Linked DNA regions of Mus musculus: all the other regions are linked to region 4. A link is a contact called in public Hi-C and promoter capture Hi-C data. All regions are on one chromosome and are shown on one strand. The core of a region is the stretch at or near the end of the contact, and the rest is flanking DNA. Distances in the headings are between cores, read along the strand shown.

Region 1 (2,700 bases), core at 9-2,508, 9.1 Mb after region 4:
ACCGGGGAGCAGAGGTCCTAAAATTCAATTCCCAACAACCACATGAAGGCTCACATCCATCTGTAGAGCTACAGTGTACTTACATACATAAAATAAACAGATCTAAAAAAAAAAAAAAAAAAAAAAAAAGAATCCCCAGCTTAAATCTAAAGATTTAATATCAGAGGAGAGTTTCAGAAGGCTTTACTGCGGTAAAGTTCTGTTTGTTTGGTTTGTTTGGTTGTTTGGTTGTTTTTGAGACAGGGTTTCTCTGTGTAGCCCTGGCTGTCCTGGAACTCACTCTGTAGACCAGGCTGGCTTCAAACTCAGGAATTCACCTGCCTCTGCCTCTCAAGTGCTGGGATTAAAGGCATGCACCACCATGCCCAGCTGTAAAGTTCTGTAATGCCCAGGCTTTCAGAACCACTGTTGCTTTTTTTTTTTAATCTCTCAGTTCAATTGACAAGAGAACCACCTTTCACTTCTGGAAGGCTGTATCCTATGCTAAATATAGGCTCCCAGCTCAAATGTAACCTACAGGGATACCTTCTTAAAGTCCACCCCTTCACTAAAAAGCTTCATTTTTCTATAACATTTGTCAGTGTGTAAAGATATTTTTTTATATTTATAGGCTCTGTCCCTTTACCTAGAATATAAACTTAACGAGAAAAATCTTCGTTCTCTTAACTGCCAAATATCCAGTGCAAAGACATTAAAATTTTCATTTTTATGTGACTCAACATCCCAGAAAAACTACAGGAAAGATTCGGGTTGTAAAGGTACTAGAATTAAGCAAGGACGCACAACCAACAAATGTCAGCTCACTGTTTAAAGCTCAAGTCTGGCTAGAAACAACAACAACAAAAATAATCGATTTTTCATCACTGAATCATTGCCTCACTAAAATTTACAATTTACTGACGCTGGGAACCTCCTACTCCGTCCAGCCCCACCCCGCTCCGCCCTTTCCGAATTAGCACCGCCCAGCCCTGGGCCTGAGGTGTGGGGGGGTGGGGGGGTGGGTTGAGGGAGTTGCAGAGGACGCCTGCGCAGTGAGCAGTTAGCGCAAAGATTTCTGGGATTGGTAGTCCGTATTCCTCTAGCCTTGTCATTTGCCTGAAAAGGAAATAACAGCGTAAATGAAATTGCTTTGGATTTGATACATATTAAACAAAACTCTGTGTCTCACAAAAGTGGAGGCACTGAATCGTTTCCTCCACCCACACACTCCCCGGTACAGGCGCCGCTTGGACAGCCGCACGGGGCCTTCGGCTGGGCGGGGCTTCCCGCAATGCCTTGTGGGTCCTTCCTGCACCTCCTCTCTCTTTCTCTTGGGCCCGTGGCGCCGGCAAGATGGGTGAGCTGTGCGGGGCTGGGCTGAGGGGCCGCCGCAGGGCTCTAGAGCTCGGGATACGGCCTATCGTGGGGAGATAGAGCGGAGAGTAGGGCTGTAACCGGGCGGAGGTCGGGAGAAGGGGCGCCGTCCCGCGGGCACGTGGCCATACGGAAGAGTTCCTGCGGCCTTCGGGCGGCCTTGCCGGGACCCATTACCCTGGAAATTTAAGTAAGCGTAAAGGCCCCAGCCTGGGTTTGTGTGCAGCTCCGAGTTAGGGGATTTCGAGGGTAATTGGCCCACGTGCTAAGAGGAGCCACAGGTCTCTGGCGCAAACGTCCCTTCTGCTGAAGCTCGTGTGCGGAAGCGCGGGCTCGGTTTGCGGAGCATTCAGTGATGTGTGTTTTTTAGGCAAGTGTCGTGGTCTCCGAACTGCCCGGAAGCTCCGCAGTCACCGACGGGACCAGAAGTGGCATGACAAACAGTACAAGAAAGCCCACTTGGGCACAGCCCTGAAGGCCAATCCGTTTGGGGGTGCCTCTCATGCAAAGGGAATTGTGCTGGAAAAAGTGTAAGTCAAAAGCTGCGCGCTAGAAGCGATGGTTTACCGTAGTTGAGAACGAAGTAGTTCTTCAAAAGTCGCAAAAGATCCTGAGCCTGCGTTGGTTGGGGTTTTTATAAGGAAAAAATGGGAAATGTGCTTGTTTATGTTCGGCCAGGGATGAGATTACTAAAGTTTTTAATTTCGGCTGTAGTCTGGAAGGAATGGAAGAAGTAAAAGTAATATAGTACATACTAAAGCATACATTGAACAGTTGGGGGGGGGGCTATACCTTAAGCAGCTGGTACATTCTTAGTATCTTTTTGGAGTTGAGAAAATTCCTTTTCTGGCATGTTTCTGGTGCATTGGCTTTTTAGAGTGATGATTTTTTTTTTTTGTGTGTGGCGTTCACAAATTTCGCAACAAGAGTTTGAATCCTCATTTTTACCACTCCAGTGGCGCTAAAGTTCGATTTTGCCTGTAAAAACTTCATTAAAATAGTGGCATCTGCAGGATTTGAGACTGGATTGACTAGGAGCTGCTTCTACTTTTATTCTTAATCGAATTTTAAAAACCTTACTGACTTCACATGTGCCATTGATATTGCAGAGGGGTTGAGGCCAAACAGCCAAATTCTGCCATCAGGAAGTGCGTCAGGGTGCAGCTCATTAAGAACGGGAAGAAGATCACAGCGTTCGTGCCCAATGATGGCTGCCTGAACTTCATTGAGGTGACTTATTTTATTTCTTTTAATATTTAATTTGCCAGGTGGGTATTTTAATTGCCACTGATACCTAAAATGGCCTTTATTTTATTTCAGGAAAATGATGAAGTTCTGGTTGCTGGA
Region 2 (2,700 bases), core at 171-2,670, 8.0 Mb after region 4:
TGTAATCCAGGCGAGAAGACTGCACCAATTGGTCCCCAACTCGAGTCTCCACGCCACCTTTGTCTGGAGAATCTATGGGTCCTGGTTTGCTAGTAAAGATTGGGGGACAAGCCTTCATTTCGTTTTCCAGAGCGAGGGGGGAGATACTGCACACCCCTCCAGTTCAGGGAAAGCTTTCCCGCCCAGGAGCCTCCCAGACCTCTACGGTGTTCCAACAACCCCACCCCCATCCAATGCGCCTTCCCGGCTGGCTCGGGAGCACCACGCGCAGGACAAAAGAACACAGGGGCAACGTGAGAGAGCTTTGACAGCCCTCAAGTCATCAAAGAAAAGCAGCCCCAGGACCCTACCCAACCCCTGCCAGATAGCCTCCCACATTGCCTGAGGGGTTGGGGGAAAGGGTCATGTCCGTGCAGGTCCTGGGCCGCTAAAGTATCCTGCTGCCTTGTCAGGAGCTGCCCAGAGGTGACTTTCCAGGAACCAAAGATACTGACCACACACACGGAGCCAGGAAACCAGGTGGTCTGCCCTAAGGTGGTTTCAGGGGCTTGCATTTGGGCAAGTTTGGGGACTCTCCATTCAAACTTTTGCCTCGACCACTTTAAAGAGAACAAAATCAAGGTGTGAGGAGTCCATTCCATTCCTCCAACTCAAGATAGCAGGACTTTTCTAGGATTTCGCTACAAAATCCCTTCCCCCTATTCGGTTTGTCCTTTTCCTCTACCCCACCCCGGACTTCTTTTGTCTAGCTCTTTTTCAGCACCAAGGTCTATCTGAATTCATCTCTTTAACAAGTTACCTTCATGTTTGAAAGTGCGCACATTTTTCTAACTTCGCCTTACAGCTAGTCCTCTTGGCTTTAATTAAAGCCCTCTTCCAATTACAATGTGAGTCTTTCCCCCTACTAAGCTGGACGGTTTTCTTTTCCCAACAAGTTTTCCCTCTTTCTTTTAAATGGGGGAACAAAAGAAAAGTGATTACCTTGAAAGGCGGCTTACTGCAGTTTTCGGGGTGGAAATTCACTGCTGAGCTGTGAGAAAGGGCTCCGCGTTGCCCCGGAAGATCACATAGGAAGCGCGGTGGCCTGGGGAAGGGTGCAGCGAGTGCGGGACAGAGCTGGAGAGGAGAGAGGATGCGCTGGTAGCGGCAGATCCTTGTCCCAGCGCTTGGCCACAGCACCTAATGCTCACAGCTGCTGCGCCCGCGCTCCTTGAGTTCTTCGCCCAGAAAGGCTCGGGGCAGCTCGCCTGCAAGTTCAAATGCGGGTTGTGACACCCACCGTCATTATATCACTGTACCGTCAGAGCCGAGGAGGAGACTCAGCGAGAAGGAGGAGGGAGAGGAGGAGGAGGGTTCATTCACAGGCTCCTGAAGAGCTCCGTAGCTCAGTCACTCCAAAGAGCCCAAGCTTGGAAACAGGCGGAGGGGCGGAAAGGAGCTCCCTCAGCCTGCGGTAGGGACCGCCTGCCTCCCTGGCCAGGCACTCCCACCTCTCAGCGTTTCTTCCTGATGAGAAGTACCAATCGGCTGGGGGTGGGGGGAATCCGTGCTCCTCATTCAACGACTCGGTACCACCTCGCTGTGCAGTCTCAAACAACTGCCTTCCCACCCATCCCCACCCCACCCCCTCTTCCCCGCCCTGGGCTGCTACTTCTGAATTAGGGGAAAGGAGTCCCCAGGCTCTGCTGCGGCCAGCAAGCACAGAGCAATTAAGTATGGTCAGTCCTTAGGAGCGGACGGGACTCTATAACATCAGCCAAGAACTTGCGTATAATGTGTTTAATGCGACCACGGAGCTTGCTCGTCCCATCAGAAGAGGTGTCAGGCTCAATGCTCCTGCCAACCTGAAAGAGATACTGAGAAAGTGAGATCCCAAGCCCCAGGGAGACGCAAAAGCTTTTCGTGACTGCTCTCCCTAGGGAACTGCCCAATGGGGAGCCCGCGGCATCAGGCCCTACACAAAGACCCTGGCAATAAAGGGTTGGACAGGAAATCCCCCCAAGCAATCCCTTGTCCCATTCAAAGAGAATCCTTTCTCTGACACAAATCCGCGTCTTTCCTTAAATGTATTTCGCTTCCTTCCTTCTTCCATACCTCTGTCTTTCACAGGATATCTTGCAGAATTTTCTGCCTAACTCAGATTTCTTTGACTTACCAGTCTTTCCATGTTGTCTGGAAATGGAATCTTTCACGTTCGCAATTTTTTTTTTCCCCTACTCAGGCTTATCCATCGATGTAAACAACATCAATATAGAGAAGCACACCCTTCACTGAATCACAAAAGACTCCATTAGGACCTTAAAGAGCAAAGGGTCAAACAGTTAATACAAAGGATTTCTGACCCTCACAAAAGGGCGACTTTGAATTTTCCGTTACGTTGAAGTCTAGTATGAGTTTCTAGAGAGAGGACAAAATAAGTTCGCAAGACATGTCGAAGTAACTCTCAGGGTACTGAAACAATTACAAACTTTTCCTCCTACACCAATATGGAAATATCCTTGTAATTATTGACTCTGAATGTTTTGCTTAGAGAATGACATCAAACACAGGGCTTCAGAAACGGTAGTGATTAACGCAGAGAGTTTGTCTTTACCCTGGATTTCTTTAATTAGATTGGCTGCCAACCACAGTTCTAAAGTTGTAACCTAGACCCTTCTGCATGTGGGCTCCTTTTCTAAGGTTTGTAGATTCAATATGATC
Region 3 (2,700 bases), core at 200-2,699, 8.3 Mb after region 4:
AGAAACATCAACCTGAAGTGTCAAACAGTAGGACCTAGCAATCTTTATATGAATAGAGTCAGTTATAACATCTACCAACACTTTCACTACTGTAAAACCCAAACTTACTGAGCTCAGAACATATTTTCTACGTCTACATTTGAAACATTCATGGTTAGTCAACTTAAATAGTAAGTATAACACAAAGCAATTTTGAGACTATTCAATGACAATCACTTCTCCTATTGGCCTAATCCCCAGTCCCCCATTCAAATACTCAAAGAAATCCCTTGTCCTGCAGTCTCCTGATACCACTAAGATGCAGATTCTGAACTTGAGTATTTGATCAACAGGTTTAGCAGTTGGGTATAACTGATTTTAAAAATGTAGTAATAATTTCAAATAAAATCTTGGATGACAATGCAGTAATAAACACAATCACATATAGCATAGCACTAGGTAAAAGTACTGTGTTGCCATAAGTACTAGATTCTCATGATTCAGCTAAATAATGGTTAGAAATTAACATATCACATCAGTTTCCTTCACTAAAGCTTTCTATACTTCTTCTAGGTCATTAAGTTAAAGAATGGGTAACATTCTGAATAAATACTAGAGCCATACTGACTAAAGGAAAAAAACAATTATTTAAACACACAGGATTTCCATAATTTTGATACACTTGGAAGAGTGGGGAAAGTGCCCGACTTCAGAATCATTCCAAGAATGTATATAAAATTGAACACATCAGATTACATCTTCCCCGTATCTACAAAACTCATAAAGAGAACTAGAGGTGAAATCGTTTCTCACCCACTGGTTTTATACTAGCCAAATAATCCCCTCGGGAATGGGCCGTTCCTTTCCAGTAGCTACCACAGAGTTCTTTCCCTCTCCCCACGGCCTAGAACGTCTAAGCCCCGGATGTAGAGTGTGCAAACAAGGAGGGGGCCAGCCAAGGCCAGCATTGGCTGGCGGGAGGGGCTGGTGGGTCATCACACTGGACGCAGCCTTTTAAATCCAAGTCTCCACCACAGAGCAGCTCAGCACAGTTCCAAGGAGTCCCTCACGACTGAAAATTCCACGTGACACAGAAAGAGACACTTAGGAAGGAGCCCAACAGGTGCTCACATTGGGAAAACCTTACATCTACAAAAGGCTCAGGGGGTCACAGACAGGGTAAAAAGCACGCACTGCGCAGCTTTAAAGCTAAAATCAGGGACTACAGGAGGTTGACATAGAAAGGGGGGAAAAAATGCATTGCTTCTGGAAAGACACCACAGCCACTTCCGGGCCCTACCTCTCAGTACTCCACTTCCGGTCTTCTAAAAATTGTGGACGCCAGAGATAAACCGATGCGCCCAATGAGAGAATCCGCTAATACCGTGGTTTGCGAGTCGTCGGCCAAGTCCCACCTCTTCCGGTAACAGAAGCCTATCACGGAGTCTGAATGGTGCGGCATGGGCGGAGGCGCCGCGATAGGTCCAACCGGACCGCTGGAGCGAGCGGGAAGCACAGCGGGCCTGCATCCTCTTCCGCCCCGGCCCGGAAGGGTGATGTGGCTGGACCAGCACCGGCCTCACTATGGTAAGAACCTGGGCTTCCTGGCCGCGGTTGAGTTTCTCGGCGGGGCCGCGGCTCGTGCGGGGCGGCGGGGATGGTGCGGGCGCTGTGGGGCGCGGGAGCCCTGGCGCTAGCGTGATTCTCCGGGGATCCGAGGGTGCACAGGCTGGGAGTCATGCGGCCGCGATGCACATCCCGGAGCATCAGGCCAACAGTCCTAGGAAGAACCCGGGTGGTGGACTCGGCCCCTCGCCAAGAGGCCGACTTGCTGCGTTGTTTAGTGTGGAATTACGGTGGCATTCCACTAAGCCGATTGCCATCTGCTACAAATATCTGGACGGATATACACTTTCAAACGCTGGAGTCTCAGTCTCCCCCTTTCCCCTTTCTTTTATGTGTTCCCTGTGTCACCCAACCTGCATCTTTCTGCAGTAATTAATGGATTGCCGGTTTTCTTAACACTAGATACTACTGCTTCCGTTTTACCTGTGGAATCAATGGCGAGATAGGGCCCCTCCCTCATCGTTTTTTCAATTCTAAAGACACTTCTTTGCAAACGAATGTTTTTAATGATTTTAGTTACTGTCTCGAAGGAACTTGAGCCTTACTCGCAGACCACCACTCACTTTGGGAGTTCCTATGCGTGTTATTATTGATTGTTTAATAGTTTAAACCTCAGAAAACCTTACACTATAAATCACAAATAGCAACAACAACAAAGGTCAGGACAAGGAACAGAAAGCCCCTGAGTAAAGTAAACATTAGTAATTAACTTTTAAAGATCTATGAATGCATCTTTTCAGTAGTCTGGTAAATGCAGGAATCTCCCTTCACTATCACTTCAGTGGGTTTAGAAGCCATTTATAACTATATTTCTAGAGAAAGCTTGTTGTGTTATCATCTCAAAATCAGCCAGGACTCTCCCACCCCCACTAGACCTCAAATTCTACGATTAGAAGATACTGAATTTGAGTCCATTAAAGCCTTTTTTTTTTTTTTTACTTCGTACTGCAGATAGTATATTCTTGGTCAAAAGGATGTTAATAAACAGTTACAGAACTTGAAAAGTTGCTTTCTTGCCTATTTACCGAGAAACAAGTAGAATGACTTTGCTCTTAGTCAAAGGTACATTTTACATCCTCTCCTACTTAGATAAAA
Region 4 (2,700 bases), core at 28-2,527:
TGGCCTCGAACTCAGAAATTCACCTGCCTCTGCCTCCCAAGTGCTGAGATTAAAGGCGTGAGCCACCACTGCTTGGCCTAATTTCCTTTTAAACTTGTTAGTAAAAGTACTTAATTTTTATATTTTAGGCAGGGTCTACTACTAGTCCTGGCTGGCCTGCAATTCACAATGTAAAGAATTCAAAGATCTGCTTACATGTCTCTTGGGTGCTGGGATTAAACATGTGTAGCACCATGCCCAGTTGAGTTCTTCAACATTTTTCTACTTTGGTTTTGGGAGTGCTATCATTTAGCTATTACTTTTTAGCTTTATCCCAATCCTTTACTTGTCCAAATTCCTATCTACACTCTAGCTTAACTCATGCATAGCCAATTACACAGCGTCCTTCGTTCACATATAAGCTTACATACAGTATTTGCCGTTTCTAATTCCTAGCCCCAGTTTATTGTATTTATACCGATAAGCACTGCAGGTTAGCTCAGTAGTTTCCAAGTTTTCCACAATAATACCTCATTTTATGCATCAAATATTTATGGAGCACCTAAGTTCCAGATATTTTGTTTGGTACAAATACTCGTGTAAACAGAACCCTGGCCTTGAAGACAGTCAGTCTCGCTCGCAGTCTGATGATCTAAGTAAACTTTAAGAGGCTTGGTGGGCAGTGAAGATAAGACGCACATAAACACTTTATAGCACTAGAAAATGAGAAGCAGAAGCAAGCACACATTTCCAATCGCACAGAAGAAAAGGGTGGTTTGGCTAGTCTCATTGTAAATGACCTAACAAAACAGCAAAACGAGAAGCCTAATCCATAATCCAGCCTGCCTTAAAATCACTTGGGAGATGTACGGGGGAGAACGCTTAGCTTGGTCCTCACTGAACTAAGAATAAAGAATGTCGCCTTTAGATTTAAGTTTCTCAGGTGCACCGGCCACCTAAAATTGTACATCTTTTCGCAGACCTGGTTCCCCAATAAACTGCTCCCTCGTTCTGAGCAGGCTGCTTGGGCTGGCCTTTTCCCTTCCCTCGGTCGACGCCGTGCATGTCACGCGTGGGGCCTCGCCTTGCCTGCCTGAGTCTCGCGTGGTGACTCTAATACGCGCGCAAGGGAGTCGGGAAAGAACCTGGCCAATCCAGGGAGCCAGACTGACAACCAGGGCCAAAAAATGTGTACTTGATTGACATGAATGCTGACCAATGAAAAAAGAAGAGCAGCGACGCTTCCGCCCCAATAGGCCGGCTGTTGGCAATTTCAGCCAATCGCGCCCAGAAACTTGTCTGGTGGGTGGTCCCCGAGGCGTGGAGGTTGGTGGCTGTTGAGCGGTTCCCGTGGTAAAGTCCCCGAGTGGAACATCTCTGTCGGAAGAGAGAATGAGTTTAGCTCTGAGGTCGGTAACGAGGAGGCCGTGCCTCCGTCCCCCCAGAGGGCCAGGGCGGGTGTGGACGGGAGACCGGGTCGGGGGCGGGTGCCCAGCGCCGAGCACCAGACCTCGGCGGTTCCCGCCTCCGGGCACCGCCGCAGCCCGAGTGAAGTCTCGCGAGGTTTCCCTCACGCGACTGCGGGACTCAGCCCTGGTTGCCTGATTCCCCCTGGAAAGTCGCAGGAGCGCTCGCCTTTCTCCCCGGGCCCCGAGGCACGCTGTGCTCTAGGCGTCTCGGGTGGAGCTCGTTTCCGTGACACCGTCCTTTCACTTCCGTCCATCCCTCCCCTCATTGGCTCCTCACCTTGCCCATCTACAGTTAAAGGTGCCCCGGGCGGGCCGCGCCGCGCCGCCCCTTTGGCTCCGCAGGGTGACGAAGGAGGCGGGAGCTGGCGTGGGGGTGTGGCGAGTGGGGGCAGCCGGGGTCACGTGGGCCACTGGGCCGGCGTCCCTGAGCCCGACGGCGTCCAGACGTAAATAGCGCGAGCAGTTAGTTAGCCGAGTTTCAAGGGTTTGAGGTTTAAAGCTTCCATCTTTTAGAACGTGCGGATACACGTGCTGTATCCTCGTTTACACATTTGGACCGCTTTTTGCATTGGCAGCTTTTGAAGGCAGACATTTTCAGATCCAAGTGCCCTTTTTAGATTTTTCTTTAAGCTTCTCCAGAGTTTTAAGACGTTTAACCTATCGTTTACATGTTAAGTGAGAGTTAAAACACTTTTAAACATCACGTAGACTTAAGCACGACTATTAGATGCTGTGATTTTTTTTTTTTTTTTTTTTTGGTGTCTAGTATTTGAATGTTTAGACCCTTTTATATTTTGCCTGGCTAATATCAGTGGAATAAAACCACAAAGCAGTGTTACAAATGTATAATCTAAAAACATTTTGAGCTTACAGTGCAAAAGTAATCTTTTAAGTTTTATGGTTGTTTTTTTGTAGTAATTGTGAGAATTTATAAGCTGTCCAAAATCAAGTCTATTCTGGTTGATTGTTTTGTTCTTTATTTTTGGTAGATGACATTGTTTTGTTCTTTATTTTTGGTAGATGACATGAATAATATGTATGGTGTTTTCGGTGCTTTTGACTTTGTTTAGGATTTCTCTTATAAAAGTACATTTGACTACAGGACATTGATTTAGGGGCAGTTCCTTTATTTGCCAGGCTACTCTGCTTTGTTAAAATTTAGAAAATGAATCTTTGTCCTAAGATGGGTTAAAGTGGCCTAAAGACATTTTTCTGTGTCCTAGAGGTGAGCTTGTAGTAGACAAAACAAAAA
Region 5 (2,700 bases), core at 28-2,527, 5.8 Mb before region 4:
GACAAAAAAAAATAAAAATAAAAAATGTTCTGTTCTACCATTGTCTTTAAAAATAAAAACTGTTTTGTTGTTCGTAGATCCCTAAAATTAGATTTCTTAAAGTGAGAATTCCATATAAAACTATTTGTTTTAGATAAGTGGATGGCCCCGACAGTTTTAAACACCTTTCTAATGTAGATAATTCATTCAAGTATAAAGTCACTGAAGACAAAAGACATGAAATTAAAGGTACTCACACTCATGTGTCACTCCTCTTGAGCAATGACTCAGGGACTCTTAGAGTGGGGACCTGGCCCACAAATTATCACAGTGCTTATCTCCAGGGTGACACCCTGGCTTTTAGGCTCAGGGAAGGGAAATGCTTTAGTCAGTAGCAGTTTGATGATAATAAATACATTTGACTAGCTACATTTCACTACCGCTTGGACACTTTGCGTGTAAATGTTCATTACTCCTCACAAAATTAAATATCTGTAAGCTCATATGTTGCTTGGTGTAACTTTCGTGTCACTAGCAGCCAGCGATTTATAAAAGAAAAGAAACAAAAAACAAAAAACATGTGGCCTGAAAGAAAATCATCTTGAAAGTCACAAAAACCGTTCGGCAAAAACGTATAGAGAGTTTTATATTCGCAGTGCACACATGTATCGGAAAAGATGGTTCTGAATGTTTATGTAGGAATGCTAATGTACAAGATTGTCTTCACAAATATCTAAAGTAAAACACTTGCCCAATTTAATGAAGCCGTGCAGCTGAGCGAATTACTGCCAATGTCTGGTATTAAAGATGACAAGGCGTTTCACCAGCGTCTGAATCCCGGACTGCTTCCTAAGAGGCCTGTATCATAGGGTGTGCAGAGGACAACCACGTTAAGGCACCTCTACTCTATACAGCTGGGTGCAACCGCAGGAAGCGCAGCAAGGCTGGTAGCCACCCCCATGGCTTTAGCAGTTCTCAAACCAGTTTTATTTGCTAAGAAGACAGGCCGCAGCTGCTAGATTGAGCGGCGCTAGGGACAGCACGGCAACCAGCAGTCGTCCCGACGGCCATCCCAGGAGAATATTTGGGGTGCGTGGGACGTCAGAAGGATTCGCTTTCATAGTTTATGGCACAAGTGCGGAAAAGCCTATTTAAATGGCTGCAGGTCCCGGCTGTGGCCCAACTGTCAAGGCGAACAGTTCACTGAGGCTCTTGCCAATGCCAGTCCACGAGGGTCCAAACGCTCCCTGCTCAGACACCCGAGGACTCGGAACCGCTGCCAGCGGACGCAGGAAGTGCAGGCCCGGGCGGTGTCCGACCGGAAGCAGCAGCGTGCCAGAAATCTCCGCCCCGCTCCCCTCACCCAATTCCCGCACCGCGAGAACCTAACTTACTGTGCTGGGGTCCTCGCCCCGCCCTCAACACCCAGCTCCCGCAGCCCCTGCGTCCTGCGCCTGCGCGACGCGAGTTTGTGAGGAGGCGGGGCAGGGGTCACGTGCTAGGAAGTACTGGCTCCCCTCCCGTCCCTCCATCAGGCTGCTGTCCTGTTTGTGGAATTTTTCTAGCTCTTGTGGGATATGAGTAGGTGCATCATTTTCTTTCTCTTTTCTTTTTTCAAAGAACGATAATCGGACTCACTCTAAATTTATCCAAATTTTAAATGCACTCAGCAATCTCATCCCTAAGCGAAATAATACCTAGAACATGGGAAAACTTTACAGCCATATACTGTATACCCAAAGGTCCAATTCCATACACTACACCATACAGGCTCCCATGTGTAATATGCTCTCTTTAACACAAATAACTCATTGCTTGAGATACAAATAGGTTAAGTATTTGTGTATACCAAAGCTTTTAAAAATTACTAGATTTAAGGGGAGATGGTGTGTTTTCACTTTCAATTTCTCTTTCAGTGTTACATTAAGAGCAACACAATAAGAACTCCCCATACTTATGCTCAGAGGTGCAAGCTAAATGAGTCTTACTGGTTTGCAAGCATTCTCTGTAAACTGGCACGTGGCAAGCTCTTATAGAGCCCACAACCCGGGCTGAAGTTGATCACTTGAACCCAAGTGTTGGGCAGCACAGACACCCTGCTTTAAAAAAAGAAAAAAGAAAAAAGAGGCCAGCAAGATGATTCATGGAGTAAGGGTGCTTGTAAACGGGACAGCCTGAGTTGTAGCCCAGAGCTCATTTAATGATGTAGGAACTGACTTAACAAACTATGCTGTAGCATGCATGTCCCTGCTCACACAGAATAATAAGGATTTTTTAAAATTAATGATCCTTTGATTCAATAGCTCATAATCTTGGCTAGGCTTTAGATCTGCCTAGGAATTAAAACAAACAAAACCAAAAAACAATAACAAAGCAACTTTGCCCAGTATACCAGATCAATGAAGTAAAAATCTTAGAAAGGATTCAATATATATTTTTGTTTTTTAATTTCTGAAAGCTTTTCATTTTTTCCCTCCCAGAAAGACCAACTGCAATCAGAGGGAGTGAAAGGTCAAGATTTTATTCATAACAAAATCAGCTTAGAACTGGATCACTTGGCCCTTTCTCTTCTTGTCGCCTCACAATTCAAAATGCTCACATCTCTTAATAGCCAGCATCCTCTTAGATCTGCAGTTGGGCTCAATGCACTCCAGTCTCAGCACAATCTTCTTTGTAGAAGCCTTTTTGCGGAAAATAGGCTTAGTTTGTCCACCATAGTCA

What was found. Promoter capture Hi-C pulls out the DNA fragments that hold promoters and counts their contacts. Hi-C and Micro-C count contacts between places; a contact is called where the count stands out from the background.
Region 1: a promoter capture Hi-C map of pre-B cells shows a contact between it and region 4, with 4 times the contacts expected there. The contact joins the promoter of Rps23 here to the promoter of Cetn3 in region 4. A contact is called at or near these places in 1 of 39 promoter capture datasets (pre-B cells) and 1 of 484 Hi-C or Micro-C datasets (CD4 T cells).
Region 2: a contact with region 4 is called in a Hi-C map of pre-B cells, with 5 times the contacts expected there. The contact joins the promoter of Vcan here to the promoter of Cetn3 in region 4. A contact is called at or near these places in 1 of 39 promoter capture datasets (pre-B cells) and 1 of 484 Hi-C or Micro-C datasets (pre-B cells).
Region 3: a promoter capture Hi-C map of pre-B cells shows a contact between it and region 4. The contact joins the promoter of Tmem167 here to the promoter of Cetn3 in region 4. A contact is called at or near these places in 1 of 39 promoter capture datasets (pre-B cells) and 1 of 484 Hi-C or Micro-C datasets (pre-B cells).
Region 5: a contact with region 4 is called in a promoter capture Hi-C map of pre-B cells, with 2.7 times the contacts expected there. The contact joins the promoter of Rfesd here to the promoter of Cetn3 in region 4. A contact is called at or near these places in 1 of 39 promoter capture datasets (pre-B cells) and 1 of 484 Hi-C or Micro-C datasets (CD4 T cells).

Annotation. Positions count from the first base shown.
Region 1 is chr13:90,921,864-90,924,563 of GRCm38.p6, forward strand. Rps23 (ribosomal protein S23) reads left to right here and starts at 1,259. Exons shown (of 4, transcript NM_024175.3): 1 at 1,259-1,336; 2 at 1,724-1,883; 3 at 2,463-2,583; 4 at 2,674-2,700. The coding sequence starts at 1,333.
Region 2 is chr13:89,741,092-89,743,791 of GRCm38.p6, forward strand. It overlaps Vcan (versican), which reads right to left and starts at 1,421. Exons shown (of 15, transcript NM_001081249.1): 1 at 982-1,421. The region is part of intron 1 of Gm4117 (a long non-coding RNA gene); the gene reads left to right.
Region 3 is chr13:90,088,218-90,090,917 of GRCm38.p6, forward strand. Tmem167 (transmembrane protein 167) reads left to right here and starts at 1,450. Exons shown (of 4, transcript NM_025335.3): 1 at 1,450-1,566. The coding sequence starts at 1,564. Xrcc4 (X-ray repair complementing defective repair in Chinese hamster cells 4) reads right to left here and starts at 1,391. Exons shown (of 8, transcript NM_028012.4): 1 at 1,280-1,391.
Region 4 is chr13:81,781,970-81,784,669 of GRCm38.p6, forward strand. Cetn3 (centrin 3) reads left to right here and starts at 1,278. Exons shown (of 5, transcript NM_007684.4): 1 at 1,278-1,388; 2 at 2,672-2,700. The coding sequence starts at 1,372.
Region 5 is chr13:76,017,285-76,019,984 of GRCm38.p6, forward strand. Rfesd (Rieske (Fe-S) domain containing) reads right to left here and starts at 1,278. Exons shown (of 4, transcript NM_178916.5): 1 at 237-1,278. It also overlaps the pseudogene Gm4165.